2 separate regions of the Mus musculus genome follow, and region 2 is linked to region 1. Evidence: chromatin contacts called from public HiChIP or PLAC-seq data. All regions are on one chromosome and are shown on one strand. Each heading gives the region's core, a stretch centred on a gene start, on an enhancer-like site or on the middle of the called end of the contact. The rest is flanking DNA. Distances are from core to core; before and after follow the strand shown. Region 1 holds the start of Fn1 (fibronectin 1). Region 2 overlaps Gm45958 (a long non-coding RNA gene).

The links. HiChIP or PLAC-seq counts read pairs in DNA pulled down with a chosen protein or histone mark.
Region 2: a FOXA1 HiChIP or PLAC-seq map of pancreatic cancer cells shows a contact between it and region 1. The contact joins the enhancer-like site here to the promoter of Fn1 in region 1. A contact is called at or near these places in 1 of 39 promoter capture datasets (frontonasal cranial neural crest), 1 of 15 datasets of contacts at CTCF or cohesin (the NIH/3T3 cell line), 5 of 484 Hi-C or Micro-C datasets (nephron progenitors and uterus), 7 of 115 datasets of contacts at active chromatin or transcription factors (the NIH/3T3 cell line, cardiomyocytes, embryonic forebrain and 4 more) and 2 of 9 other capture datasets (adipose tissue and liver).

What each region holds. Positions count from the first base shown.
Region 1 is chr1:71,650,329-71,657,057 of GRCm38.p6, forward strand. It overlaps Fn1 (fibronectin 1), which reads right to left and starts at 2,906. Exons shown (of 46, transcript NM_010233.2): 1 at 2,504-2,906; 2 at 1,193-1,321; 3 at 234-371. The coding sequence starts at 2,654. Apol7d (apolipoprotein L 7d) reads left to right here and starts at 3,007. Exons shown (of 4, transcript NR_040308.1): 1 at 3,007-3,058; 2 at 6,717-6,729.
Region 2 is chr1:71,833,076-71,839,804 of GRCm38.p6, forward strand. Gm45958 (a long non-coding RNA gene) reads left to right here. Exons shown (of 3, transcript XR_001778963.1): 3 at 2,358-2,770. Among named protein-coding and RNA genes, the nearest start is that of Gm45958, 13 kb to the left of the region's middle. Within about 2 kb of position 4,371, at least 71 of the 459 cell types and tissues checked have an H3K27ac peak or open chromatin away from gene starts, as enhancers often do. A contact at or near this core is called in embryonic forebrain, embryonic limb bud, liver and 2 more, where this site is marked.

The sequences.
Region 1 (6,729 bases), core at 1,656-4,155:
CCACACACACACACACACACACACACACATACAGAGAGAGAGACAGAGAGATTCCATCTCTGCTTAGATCCATCTTCCAGATGTAGAGGAGCTAGGTGGGTGACGACATGGGGTTTGGTCATTGAAGTAAAAAGTATTCACTATTCAGTCAGGGATAACAGGAAAAGGCAAGGACAGGCCAGAGGGAAGTGTGTATATGTGACCTCAATAACTCCACAGAAGGCCTCTCTTACTTGCAATGGTACAGCTGATCCTGCCTCTCCCAGCCCCGATGCAGGTACAGTCCCAGATCATGGAATCTTTAGGGCGCTCATAAGTGTCACCCACTTTGTAAGTGTTCCCAGTGTATTTGTCAAAGCAAGTCTCTTCAGCTGTGGAAAGGGGAAAAAAAAAAAGTCCATGTGAGTCTCACACACATACATGGCGACTCTGAAACTTAAGAGAGACAAGTTTTTAAGTTAGGCTTTAATAAAACCAGAGCTCTTGACCTTTGGCCAGCTCTCAGCGGTTCCCTTATTTATAATGTAAAGAGTTCCCAGGAAAAAGCCACACCCTGTGACCAGCTGAGTTGCAGAGGAAAGATTCCAAATTCCAGTCTCAAACCAGGGAAATCAATTCAAGGGTCACAAGGGACACAAACAGTTTGAAGGTTGCCGGCCTCCCAGCAGTGGCTGGCCTTTGTCAGCCCCACTGAAACATTTGTCCTGTACCCTCCCTCAGCAGCCTCTCTGAAGGGACTGCTGTAGCTCACCGGAAGCGTATCAAGGGGCTTCAGGAGTCTCCGAAGTGGTAGTGGGTTGTTGTTTTTGTTTTTTTCACGGAACTGCAGCTAACAAATCACTTTACAACCCAGTGCCTCAAAGCAACTTCTGGCCCATAATTGGGAGCCAAAAGATCCGAGATCACTTTCTAATAAATTAAACTTTTATAAGCAAACTTTTATAAGTTTTCTTTTTGAAGGGAGACACGCAAAACCTCTCATTTTCTAATCAAAAGCTCCAAGAGAATAAAAAGGCGGCTTTGGAGACTCGTGTGGATTACATTTGTTTTAGAGGTAAGAGCATGTGAAAAGCCAGTGCAAGAAGTCTAATAAGAGGGAATTACAAGCGACTGGAGCAGGGAGGAGGAGAAGGCAAATGTGGTTTTACTTAGAGCATCATCTCTGCCAGGGCCCAGACTGCCTTCCACTTACGCTCAGGCTTGCTCTCGCAGTTAAAACCCCGGCTTCCTCCATAGCAGGTACAAACCAGGGCGTTGCCTAGGTAGGTCCGTTCCCACTGCTGATTTATCTGATAGTGCTTCCCATTGTCAAAACAGCCAGCTGCGAAGAATTGATGGGGAAAGTTATTAACAGTTCCATCCCTCCCTCTCTTTTTTCCCCTACAAAACTACTGAATTTTGCCAACTGACTTGGTGAGCCTGCACAAACAAAAAAACTCTTAAAAGCAATATTCCACTAAAGTTCAGATGTGGAAACTAGCTAATCAAAGATTTAAGCATTGTTTATGTAGATGGATGTTTAGGGGTTTTTTCCTTCTTATCTTTTAACTTGGGTAAAAGTTATACAATGACGTCATGTCCTTATGGGCAGGGGAACTACCTCAGCAGACTTGAAACACTCTGAGAGGCCAGAAATAGAAATTACTTTTAAATCCTGAGGGCTTCAATACTCTTAACAACAACAACAAAAAGACAAGAAAGAAAACTTAAGTTGGGTGTCTTGATGACTATGCCAATAACCCCAGCTCTGTAGAAACTGAGGCAGAAGAATTGCTCCCAAGTTGAACACACAAGCCTGGACAACACAGGAGAATGCCAGGCTAGCTTAGGCTACAGTGTGAGATCATGGCAAAAAAAAAAAAAAAAAAAAAAAAAGAAAAAAAAAAGAAAAGAAAAGAAAAGAAAAGAAAAAGAAAAAAAGGAGGGAGAACTTTTAAATTTTCCTCTAGCCCAAGATAAAGGAAGAGTGTGTCTCTGAAAAACTGGAAGAGAAATGGCTATCCTTGCTCTTGGGGAAAGAATCCTAGGCTACCCCCCCCCCCCCAAAGCACTGAGCCAACTAACATCTCTTTCAAGTTGGTAAGAAACTACCTATTTAGATAGTCTCACCTCCTCCCCGTGTTAAATATTTAACCAGCTATTTGCTGATAAAGAAAATAAGGATCAGGGGAACCACAATAATCTCTGATGTAAAATTTGTAAGTTCGTGTCTCTTTTCTCTTTCACACGTTTTGGTTCCTGGAAGGGCGAACTGAAGGTGTAGAATTTGTTAGCGCACTTGAGGGGAAGAACAGACGGTCCCTACCTCCACTTCACCAGCAACCAGCCTGTTCAGACCTAAGCCTTTTGTGTCCACAGCTGGTTTCCCTCGATAAAGCGCGCACTCACACACGTTCGCACAGCCACGCACGCGCGCAAAAACTTTAGCCACAACTTGAGCGGGCGCTTGAGGACCAACCCATCCCTGCCGCCGGCCGGTTTGAACCAGACTGTCGGTACTCACGCTTGCTCTGACTGACAGCCACCGGGGATTGAGGCTGCACGATTTGCTGAGCCTGCCTCTTGCTCTTCCCGGCTTCGGTGCAGCGCACCGAGGTCCCCAGGCACAGGACTGCCAGCAGCAGCAGCCGCCCGGGTCCCGGACCCCTGAGCATCTTGAGTGGATGGGAGGAGAGTCGCCCTCCCCAGGAGGCAAGTGGCCACGAACTGTGGGTCCCCTCGCAGCCTGCGGGAAAAGTCCTGAGGTGGGGACGCCGGTAAGGAGATGGAAGGAGAGGACCAGAAGTTGTCCGGCTCACACCCTGGGCTCCTTTTCTCCCCCTGTGCAGCGCAGCGGGTGCGAGCGGTTGAGCCCCAAGAGCAGAGGCTTATATGGGACAGTACCTTCCCGCCCCCCACGAGGCCCTGCGCGCCGGGGAGGAGGGTCCGGTCCGACTCCTCCCGCCCCTCCTGCCGCCGCAGCCGCCGCCGACCGCGCGCCTATTGGCCCAGAGTCCGGGTGACGTCACGGGGTACGGTGGGTTCGCCCCGAACAAAAGAGATGCTGATCTCCCGCCAGGTCTGGGACTAGAGAACTTTTTTCCCCTTTCTGGTTTCCTTTGCGGTCGTCAAACTTTTGGGAGGAGGATTGGGGGTAGGGATGGGAAACGGCTGTAAAGTGATGTAGACTCGAAGGAAAGGGAGGGAGGGGCTGGAGCCTAAGGAAGCCTGGGGTGGTAAGGCTTACCCCCCTCATCTCTTAACTTTTTTTTTTTTAAATTGGTGGCTGTGGTGGTGTTTGAGAACATTGCGTCACCTCTGAGAAAAGTCTGTGCACACCAGAGTGTATTTTGTGGGAAGGGAAAAAGTCATAAAGTGGCCACCACCTTGTCCCTGTAGGAATCCAAACTTCACTTTTGCAGCCCCGGGGCGGGGCGGCTCCTTCTGGGTGCTTTTCCTGGGTCCTGGGCGCCGCCTAGGGTCCCCTATCTTTGCCTTTATGGTGTTAGGTAGGCTCAGACCTCGGTTTCTCCACGCAGTACCTGCCAGGTTTCAAGGAAGAGCCTGGGAGAGAGTGAGCGCGTGGCAGAGGTGACCCCCTTCCCTGAGCTTCCACAGCCCTCGGTTCCGCGCGGCGCTCTACAGATTCCAGAGAAACTCACAGGACCAAGTTTCTCTCTAAGAGGAAGCAACAGAAAGTTTCTTTTCTAAGTCGTGAAGCACAGTTTTCCTTTCCTGGGGATGGGGTGCCCGTTTCTTTTAAAAGGGCAGTAGTGAACAGCTTAAGAAGGGGAAAAGTTGAACTGGCTGATGAAGGGGGGCGGGGGGACCCTTCCCGTCCATGCCACGTTCACTGGGCCATCTGCACTCAAACCTAGGTGGCCTCTGAAGGGGGAGTTGGGGTGAGGATGGGTACAAAGATTTAATGTCTTGCCTCCCTCCAGACTTTACCCCGAATCCCCTTGCATGTGTCCGGGCGTTTATTTTATTTTATTTTATTTTATTTTCAGACTTCGCAGTCATGGCAGAATTCCACTATCCACCCCTCCCCCGCTGCCAGATTTTTTATATTTCAATTGTTATCTGCTCCAAGAATGTATAAAGTTCCACTGAAAATTCTCTGGACTTCCTACACTACTGAAGTTGAAAAGGGAATAGGAGACGTCCCCCTGAAGCCAGCAGCTCTAACACGTTGGTCTTTTTTTTTTTTTTTTTTTTAACCTTTCAGACACACACAAGCCCAGTTGCTTTGGTAGGGCTTCAAAAAGACCTTCAAGAAGCCCACTATTTTCAGAGTAGCAGATCCGAACCCCAAACTTGGCTTTCTCCCTCGGTTAGGCGCATGGTCTCCTTTGCTTTGAGAACATATTAAAGCTACTAGCTAGCAAAATATGTTGTTTGTACCAGGTTCTTGGATAATTTGAATTTGTGTGCTTTATAAAATCCTCAACACATTAAAGACACAAAATTAACATTTATCTTTATTGATGTAAAGAACTAAAAACAAAACAAACACACACACACACACACACAAAAAAAACCCACAGCAAATACCAGTTTCTTACAAGCAGTGTAAAATAAGTCAAGAATCTTTGTGACCAACACTCAGGGTTGAACCAGTGCCATACATTCCCCCAAATTTAGAATCCCGTCTGAGTTAGTTTTTTTGGAATTTCTCATCATCCCTTGACAAAACGGTTTTCTCTTTCAGATATAAAAGGGCTCCTTGTAAAACAGTGAACTTCTGGGAAGTGCTCTCTCCAGGGGGGGAGAAGGATACCTGGAAATCAGGATGCTTGCTAGATAAACCCGAAGGGAAGGCTTTCCACAAATATGGTAGATTCTGGAGGAAGGAAATAAGTGGTTAGAAAAGAATTTTGTCACAAAAATATGATAGTTTGGTGTATTTACCGTACTCAAAATACTTTAAAATAATATACTTATTGGAAAGGTTTGTGGGGAACCCACTTTACATTTCAGAAGAAAGTTTTCTCTTTCAGTCCCATAGAAAATGTCTCTGGTGGCCCACAAGCAGAAATATTTGGCTGAATTTTATAGGAATGCTTTGACTTGAAAGTTGTGTTTTGGTTTTGATTTGGGACATGGAGATATTTTCTTAATTAAGGTAAACTGGCCCTGCTACGGTAGCCTTCCCCCATCCAGATCTCTTCCAATTCAAGTCGATTATCTCTAACTCAGAGGTAATGAAATCTTAAAGACTACAGTTGGGGGTCAGGGAGCTGGAGAGATGACTCAATGGTTAGAGCACAGGCTGCTCTTCCAGGGGACCCAGGTTCTGTTCCCAGCAACCACATGACCATGACCACCCACAACCATCTGTAACTCTAATTCTAGGGAATCAGTTGAAATTATACCTCACCAAACTCTTGGGTTTTTGTTTTGGGTGTTTTTGTTGTTGCTACTGTTGTTGGTTTGTTTTGGAGGGATTGTTTTGTTTTGTTTGTTTGATTCTTTTGTTTGTAGTACTTTTAGCATTCTCTGGTTTTATTTCAAAGACCTAATCCTAAATTGCAACAACAGAGCATCCTCATTTCTTAGTTTTTCTAGGAGGAAGTTGGCCTGAATTCAGTATACTGGTGGCTTCTCTTTGCCCATCAGCTCCTTGGGGGCACTAGCTGTCTGTGTGTGGCGGTATAAATGTGACCAAGACACATCTAAGCATGAAGGACCATGCCTTGCCTTGCTTCCCCCTGTAATTGCCAGGATGGCAGGATTTCCCCAGTGAGTTTCTGACAACTTAAAATTTCACTGGGGAAAAGAGAACGCATACATCTGTGGGGTACGTTCTTCAGATGTTGGCTGTCGGAGGGAGACGGTCAAGAGTGTGTGTGGTAGAGAGCTTGAGCTGGTTTGACTTCTTTTGAGTTAAAGTCGTAGTTGGGTGAAGAGCAAAGATAATTTATTAGACCCACTCACTCAGGACTGAAATAGAAACAGCTCACGGGATAAGCTTTAAGGGTAAAGTTTTATGTTCTAAGCATTTGGCGGTTGTTGTTTTTTTTTTTTTAAGACTAATAAACATTATAGGCAATATCCCTACTGACCAAATTGCTTGCCTACTGGGGGAGGGGAACTCCTGATAAGAACATCTGGACTTCAAAGAATACAATTGGGTGACAGTGGCTGGGTTTTTTTTTTTTTTTTTTTTTTTTTTTCCTGAAAATCTTTGGCCTTTATCCTCCTATTAATCTCTGAGTCCTGCCAGGGGAAGTCTTTGGCTGGGTGACCTTAAAACTTTCAGCCACCGGACCGTGTAGCGTGTTTATAAATGTCCTGATTTTTCTATCGTTGAGTTGGACGGAGATAGATTACAATTGTTTTGTTTATTTTGGTTTTTAGGGTTTGGAGAGGGACATAGTTTGCTGTTGTTTTGTTTTTGTCTTTGCATGAAATCCTTCCTTCTTTTTCTCCTTAAAACAGCCACGTTTGCAAAACTGCTGCTCATTTAGCACAGGTGTAGAAAAAGCATTAGCTGCCCCGTGGGTAGGCCGTGTGGAGAGAGAGTCTGAGCAGTTTGTCCAGACTTGACAGGAAGAAGCTGGCAACTAGGGAGCAAATGTTTGATAACGGTTTTAAATTATGCTGTGAAAGCTGGCTAATTTTAACTTAATAAGCATTTTATTTATATTTGAAGATGCTTTTTAAAAAAATCAGCACTTTAAAAAGCCTTAATCCATGCCTTTTGCTCCTTAACGGGAATACTCTTCTCTCATTAGAATGACGTAACTC
Region 2 (6,729 bases), core at 3,121-5,620, 180 kb after region 1:
TGCTTTGTGTGTGCTTGCATGTGTGTATGCTTTTGTGTGTGCTTGCATGTGTGTATGCTTGTGTGAGTGTATGTACACCTCTCTCTGTGTGTGGTATGTGTGTGTGTCCCTCCTTGGTCACTTTGTAGTTCATTTACTGAGACAAGATTTCTCAGAGGAAGCCAAAACCTGCTGAGATGACTGATCTAAATGTCCAGCTTGCTCCAGGGCTCCCTTGTCCTCCATCTTCCCCCTGCCAGTATATCATGTGGGCCCCATCCCCACCCAGCAGTCACGGGTTGTGGGGATCTAAGCTCCAATCATGCTTGTATAACATGTGCTTTTTCCTCTGAACCCTCTCCCCAAGCCCTAAATATATTAAAATGCTTTTATGAAATTCCTCGTCTAATTTAAAGACATATTAATGACATTTTTTTCTGTTTTTTAATCTCTGAAAACCATAGCAGAATACTGCAGGACTGTCTACTTTTACCAACCACACACACACACACACACACACACACACACAGTTCCAGGGTCTGGGAGCATGAATATTTTATATTTTCTTCTTTATACTCCAATTTTCATAATTATGTATAATCAGTTTACAGTAAAAATATTTTAAGAAGCACATGGGTATAAATGTTATGCTGTGGCTTATTTTATATCATGCCATAAATACACATCTGAATTGGCCTGATAGATAAACTGCTTCACTTTTTATCCTCATACTTCATCATCATCATCTTCTTCTTCTTCATCATCATCATCTGTGAAGTCTGTGTATCATGTCCCACCTTGCACATGGAAGTTAGAGGATAACTTTCAGGAGTTGATTCTCTCCCACTTTGTTGAAACAGGGTCTCTATTGTTTCTGCTGCCCATATACTCCAGATCATATGGCCCACAAATTTCCATGCAACTTTCTTATCTCTGCCTCTCATCTCATGGTAAAAGAGCTTGGACTAAAGATGGAAGCCGCCATATCTGGACTTTTAGAGGTTCTGTGTGTCAAACACAGGTCTTAAGGCTTTTGCAGCAAACACTATATCTGCTGTCTTCATTAGGGTTTCAACTACCGTGGAGACACCATGACCACAGAAACTCTTATAAATGAAAGCATTAAGCTGGGACTGATTTACAGTTCAGAGGTTTAGTCCATTGTCACCATGGTGGAAACATGATAGTACCAGGGCAGACACGGTGCTGAAGGAAGAGCTGAGAGTTCTACATTTGGATTATCAAGCAGCAGGAAGAAAGCAACAGCCACTAGGTCTGTCTTGAGCTTCTGGAACCTCAAAGCCCACCCCCAGTGACACATTTCCTCCAATAAGGCCACACTTCCCAATAGCACCACTCTATGGTGACCGAGAATTCAAATATATGCGTCTATGGGGGCCATTCCTATTCACTGCATCTAAGTCATCAGCAACCGCAGGCCTTGTATTTAAGTGTGATGAGAAATTAGTATTTTCTAGAATGTGATTCCTCAATATAGTCTCCTTAAGCCTCATATCTTCTGAACAGGAGGAGGAGGAGGAGGAGAAGGAAAAGGAGGAAAAGAAAGAAGGTGAGGAGAATGAAGAAGATAAGGTAGAGGAGGAGGAAGCAGATGTATTTTTTATTTTGTATTTCATTTAGACAACAAAATAATTCCAGTCATTTTCTTATTTGAAATTTTCATAAGCTCTTTCTCCTGACCATTTACACCAGAGTGTTGTTCTGTTATGGTGGCCTGTGACTGATCTGTAAAATACAGCACAAATGGTGTGCCAGAATCTCAGAGAACACATTCCAAAAGCTGGGCAGAGTTCTGATTTTGTCAGTTTGACATGGAAGGTGACATAGTGGGCGTCTGTGTCTATAATCTGCTTGCTGTGGTGGGGCACTGGTGTGAGGGGAGGTTGAGATGGAGGGGACTTGAAAAAAGTGGGGAGATAAAGCTAATTAGCCACAGAAGTTTACCTCAGGGGTTGGTGATTTCTCGCTGGATAGTGTGGATAGTGACTGAGGGGAGTTCTTCATTCATGCAATTTTATCTGGAATATTGTGTGCTGTTAGAGAGTTCCTCCAACAGTTCTCATCATGAGCCTATGTGCATAAGGACGTTCAGAGAGCCTTTTGATTAGCTCCTATCTCAAATATGAAAGCATGACATCCTCTTCCTCTGAGCTTGACCTTAGTAACGCCATCTTGGCATGGGGAAGTTCTCCTCCACTTCACTAATTGGGACATTGCTCTTGTTTCTCAGAGACAGTTGGTCTGATCCAATAGTGGGAAGAATATCAACAATATCAAGACCCATTGGGCCACATTTAAAAGTGACTCTTGGGCCATCTGCCTGGATTTGGTTAAGTTCAGTTTTATCTGTTTTTCAGGCGTTGGCTATCATCTTAAAACCCTGGACCAACATCATTTTGTCACAAGTTGTGGTTCTGAGGACTCTGACAGGCAATCGGTATGAAGTATGAATAGGGAATCACGTAGAAAAATCAAACCTGATATACGGAACTAAAGTCTGACAAGAACCTGTGTAACCAATAAGAAAACACAGGCGCCTGAGAGTTGCCACCAGATACTAAAGGAAACTACATGAATTCGGGATCCAGTCCAGTTTTCATGTCAATATTATTGATGGTGTTTCGAGGACAGTGAACATGCAGCATGAACAAAAGTTAATCTTTGGATTTTTTGTCACCCGGGTCTGGAGGCTACTTGCATTGCCTAGCTTAATGTTACAGTATAAATCTTTGTAAAGACACTTAAAAAATAAACCTGTTTATTTAACATACATAAAATTGGGTTTCACTATGGCACCTTTCCAACATGTTCCCTCGTGTCTCCCCCTCCCTGCCACCCAACACCCCTTCTTTTATTCACCCATCCTTTCTGCTTTCATGTCCCATGTCCATCTTGTCTGCCCCTCTGCCTCAACATCTCTCTCTTCTCTTGTGCTCTCCTCCCCAGCTTGCTGGCCTGTGCTCATTGTACACATACATTGAGAGGTAGGACCTATGAGGAAAGAATAGATGTGATGTCTGTCTGAGTCTGGATCACCTTGCTCAATACAGCACTTTTGGGGTTATTTCCTTTTCTTCATAGCTGAATGAGACTCCAGTGTGTTATTGTACCCCATTTTCATTACCCATGCAGCTAGACATCTGGGCAAAGCATTTTAAGTATTTATGTTTAACTGTTCCCCATTAAGAAAGAGTTAATACAGCCCCTTTTCTCAGTAATCCAGGGTATAGACTCAGGTACTTTGAGTACATTCCTGACATGAAACATGATATTATAGCATGCTTCCTTCTAGTAAAGACACTTAAGGCTATGCTCTGCGATTTTGAAAAAGCATTTCTTAATTTTATTTCTTCATGCTTTCTTTTACTTTCATTGCTACTTTTTAAAAAATCATTTCCGTGGAGCTGGAGAGATGGCTCAGCGGTTAAGAGCACTGACTGCTTTTCCAGAGGTCCTGAGTTCAATTCCCAGCAACCACATGGTGGCTCACAACCATCTGTAATGGGCATCCGATGCCATCTTCTGGTGTGTCCAAAGACGGTGACAGTGTACTCACATACATACATATAATAAATAAATCTTTAAAAAAGAAAGAAAATGTTTAAAAAATCATTTCCATGGCAGCTTAAAGCATATTGCCCCCCAACTACAGCTTAACTATTAGATTTCAAAATTTAAGTGTCTTTGCTCGCATGCTATAACCAAGCAGAATTTTTCATTTTGATTTTGAGTTATTGTATCTGGCAACTACAAAATAAGTAAAAGACTGTTTCTTCTCTTCAAAAAAACTCTCTCAGGGAACAGAACTGGGGCAATGGGGAATTAGTGTTTGAGGAACCAGCCATTGCAGGGTCTGGCAAGAAAAGCCCTCTAAGGACCGGGTCGACTGTGGGCACAAGTCAACCTTTCCTCAGATTCTTCTAGTGCATCCTTTACGGCCGCTAATGATTAGATTTATTCAAAGTTGCTGTTTTTAATTATCCCATTTCGCCGCCGCCATCAGTAGTATGAATTTAAGCGTTATTTTTTGCTGCGTGTTGCTCTTAGGAGAGAACGGACAGCTTCGAAGCTTCCCTTTTTTCACCAGCTGAGAACGGTAACCTAACCCATCCACCCCACCAGATCTGACCTTCAAGAACACAGCGTGCCTCTAGCATGGGATAAAACTGGAGGGAACAGACAGTCTGTGGCCCCAACTAAGAAAGGGGGAGCGACGCGCGATAAGAACTGTGGTTTCAGATATCCTTAATGAAAAATCTCCAAGGCCATTTTTCACCAGCGTTGATGCTGTCAAGAGCTTTGCTTCCCGGCTCTTCTTTCCTGGGGATCCCTCTGTTTGGTCACTGGGATGTTTGGACTTTGGCCAGGCTGTGTTTGCATTCCCCAGGTAACTCTGTCTCAGTTCCGCCCAGGAATGACTCACGGGTCTGAAACGGATAGATCACTGGTTTTATTTTTCACCCCAAGCTGGTTTCTTATGTTCGTTCTTGAACAGAGAGTAAAGCGGGGTTGGGTTGGGTTTGTTTGTTTGTTTGTTTGTTTGGATGGTTTTTGTTGTTGGTTGGTTGGTTGGTTTTTTTCCCCCCACTTTTGTATTTCTGTTTGTGTATTGCTGGCTCAGAAAGCCAAAAATGCACCAGACATTTTCTTCAGTAGTTTTATTTATTTAACCGGTATTTTTATTGAGGGGAAGGGGTGAGAGGGAGGGGTACACATGAGGAAAGCAATCAACTTGTTAATAAATGACAAGGAGAAAGAAAAGGCACATCGTTAGTAACTTCTGATTTATGAGTCTGAAGGACCCGTCACACAGAGCCGAAGAGTGATTTTAATTAGCTGCAGGACTGAAATGCCTTGTCAGCGCCGCACATTAAGGACGTGCCCTCTGATGAGTGAGCAGCCAGGAAAGGGGGCCATGGAAGACTCGAGGAGAGGCCAGCTGCAAACACAAAGCGGCAGACTCAAGCATTGCTGCCTGCCATCTGTGTGCTGCCAACAAAGGTTTCACCGCAGCGCTGCTTGTCCCTTGGACTTCTTTACATCCGGGTCACTGTTAGCCGGTGCTGAGCATTCTGGGAAACTCTTTCTCTGTCAGTTTATCCTTCCCGGAAATACCACCAGCATCTCAGAGGGGTGTCTCTTTAGGTGATTCCAGACTCAATCAAATTGACAATCAATATTAGCCATCACAGTGACAAATATCGATAGCAGAACTACTTCTGTCAACATTCAAAGCAATTCCTTTGGCCAGTAAGATAGCTCAGTGGGTAACAGCTCTCGCCACCAAGCCTGATGACTTGAGATTCTGTTTTCCGGTAGTAGGTAAATTGTTCTTTGACCCGCATACTTATGCTGTGGCCAATACGTGCTTATACATGGGCACACATTCACTAAATAAATATTAGAATTCTGTTTAAAGGAAGACAATTCCTGGGGCTGGAGAAATGGCTCAGTGGCTAAGAGCACATATTGCTCTTCTTGAGGACCAGAGTTCCAGTCCCAGCACTCGCATCATGTGGCTTACAACTGCCTGTAATCCCAGCCCCAGGAAACCCTGACACCTCTGATCTCTGTGGGCATTTGCGTTCATGTGCATGCACCCACACACATACACATGATTAAAACAACAAAAATAATCTTTAAAAGAATAGAAAAGCAATTCCTTTATGAACTTTATGCCATATGCAAGTAGACATGTCATTCCAGGAGTCTGAGACAACTTGTCCCATTACAATAAATAAGTGTAGTGGGTTATGAGGAAACTGAAGCGAAATGTAGTGTCAGAAGATCCTTGTGGAAGTTTGAATGAGAATGGTCCTGCAGAAACATGTATTTCAATATTTCTTCTCCATTTGATGGAACTGTTTGGGAAAGATTAGGAGGTGTGGCTTTGTTGGATGTGTGGCCTTGTTGGAGAAGGTGTGGTCTTGTTAGAGGAGGTGTAGCCTTGTTGGAGGAGGTGTGGCACTGCGAGTGGGCTTTGAGGCTTCAACGGACTTTTTACCAATCCCAGTGTCTCTCTTACCCTCCTGGTTGTGGATCAAGATAAGAGATTTCAGCTGTCATCATAAACTCACTGGACCCTCTGGAACCTGAAACCAAATAAATTCTTCTATAAGCTGCCTTGGTCACAGTGTCTCATCACAGCAGCAACAACAATAAATGAACTAAGATAGTCCTGAACTTTTATGAGATGCAGAGAGCATGGTCTTCATGGGGGCTGAGAACTGGGTTACTTTTCAATATTAGTATCTTCAGTGACCGACCTCCTTCATGTTGGAGGCTGGATGCCAATGCTCAAACGGCTGTACACCAGCTACATGTTGTCTAACAGCCAACAAACTAGCCTCCCTCATGAGAATGTCCCTAATTGTGCAGAGGGAGGCACAGAGCTCCACAAAGCACTTCCTAGAAAGGGATGGGCCATAACAGAAACAGAACTTCTCAATGCAGTGTGAAGAGACTGGACAGTCCCTTGAAACATCATCTAGAATGAATAACAGAAAATAGTAACATACGTTAGAAATTTCTGGAGAATCCTGGCTGAGTCTTCCACTGCTTCCACACTGTCTTAGTTAGGGTTCTGTTGTTGTGAAGAGACACCATGACCATGGCAACTCTTGTAATGGAAAACATTTAATTGGGGTTGGCTTACAGTTTCACAGGTTCAGTCCATTATCATCTTGGTGGGAAGCATGGAAGCAGGCAGACATGGTGCTGGAGAAGGGA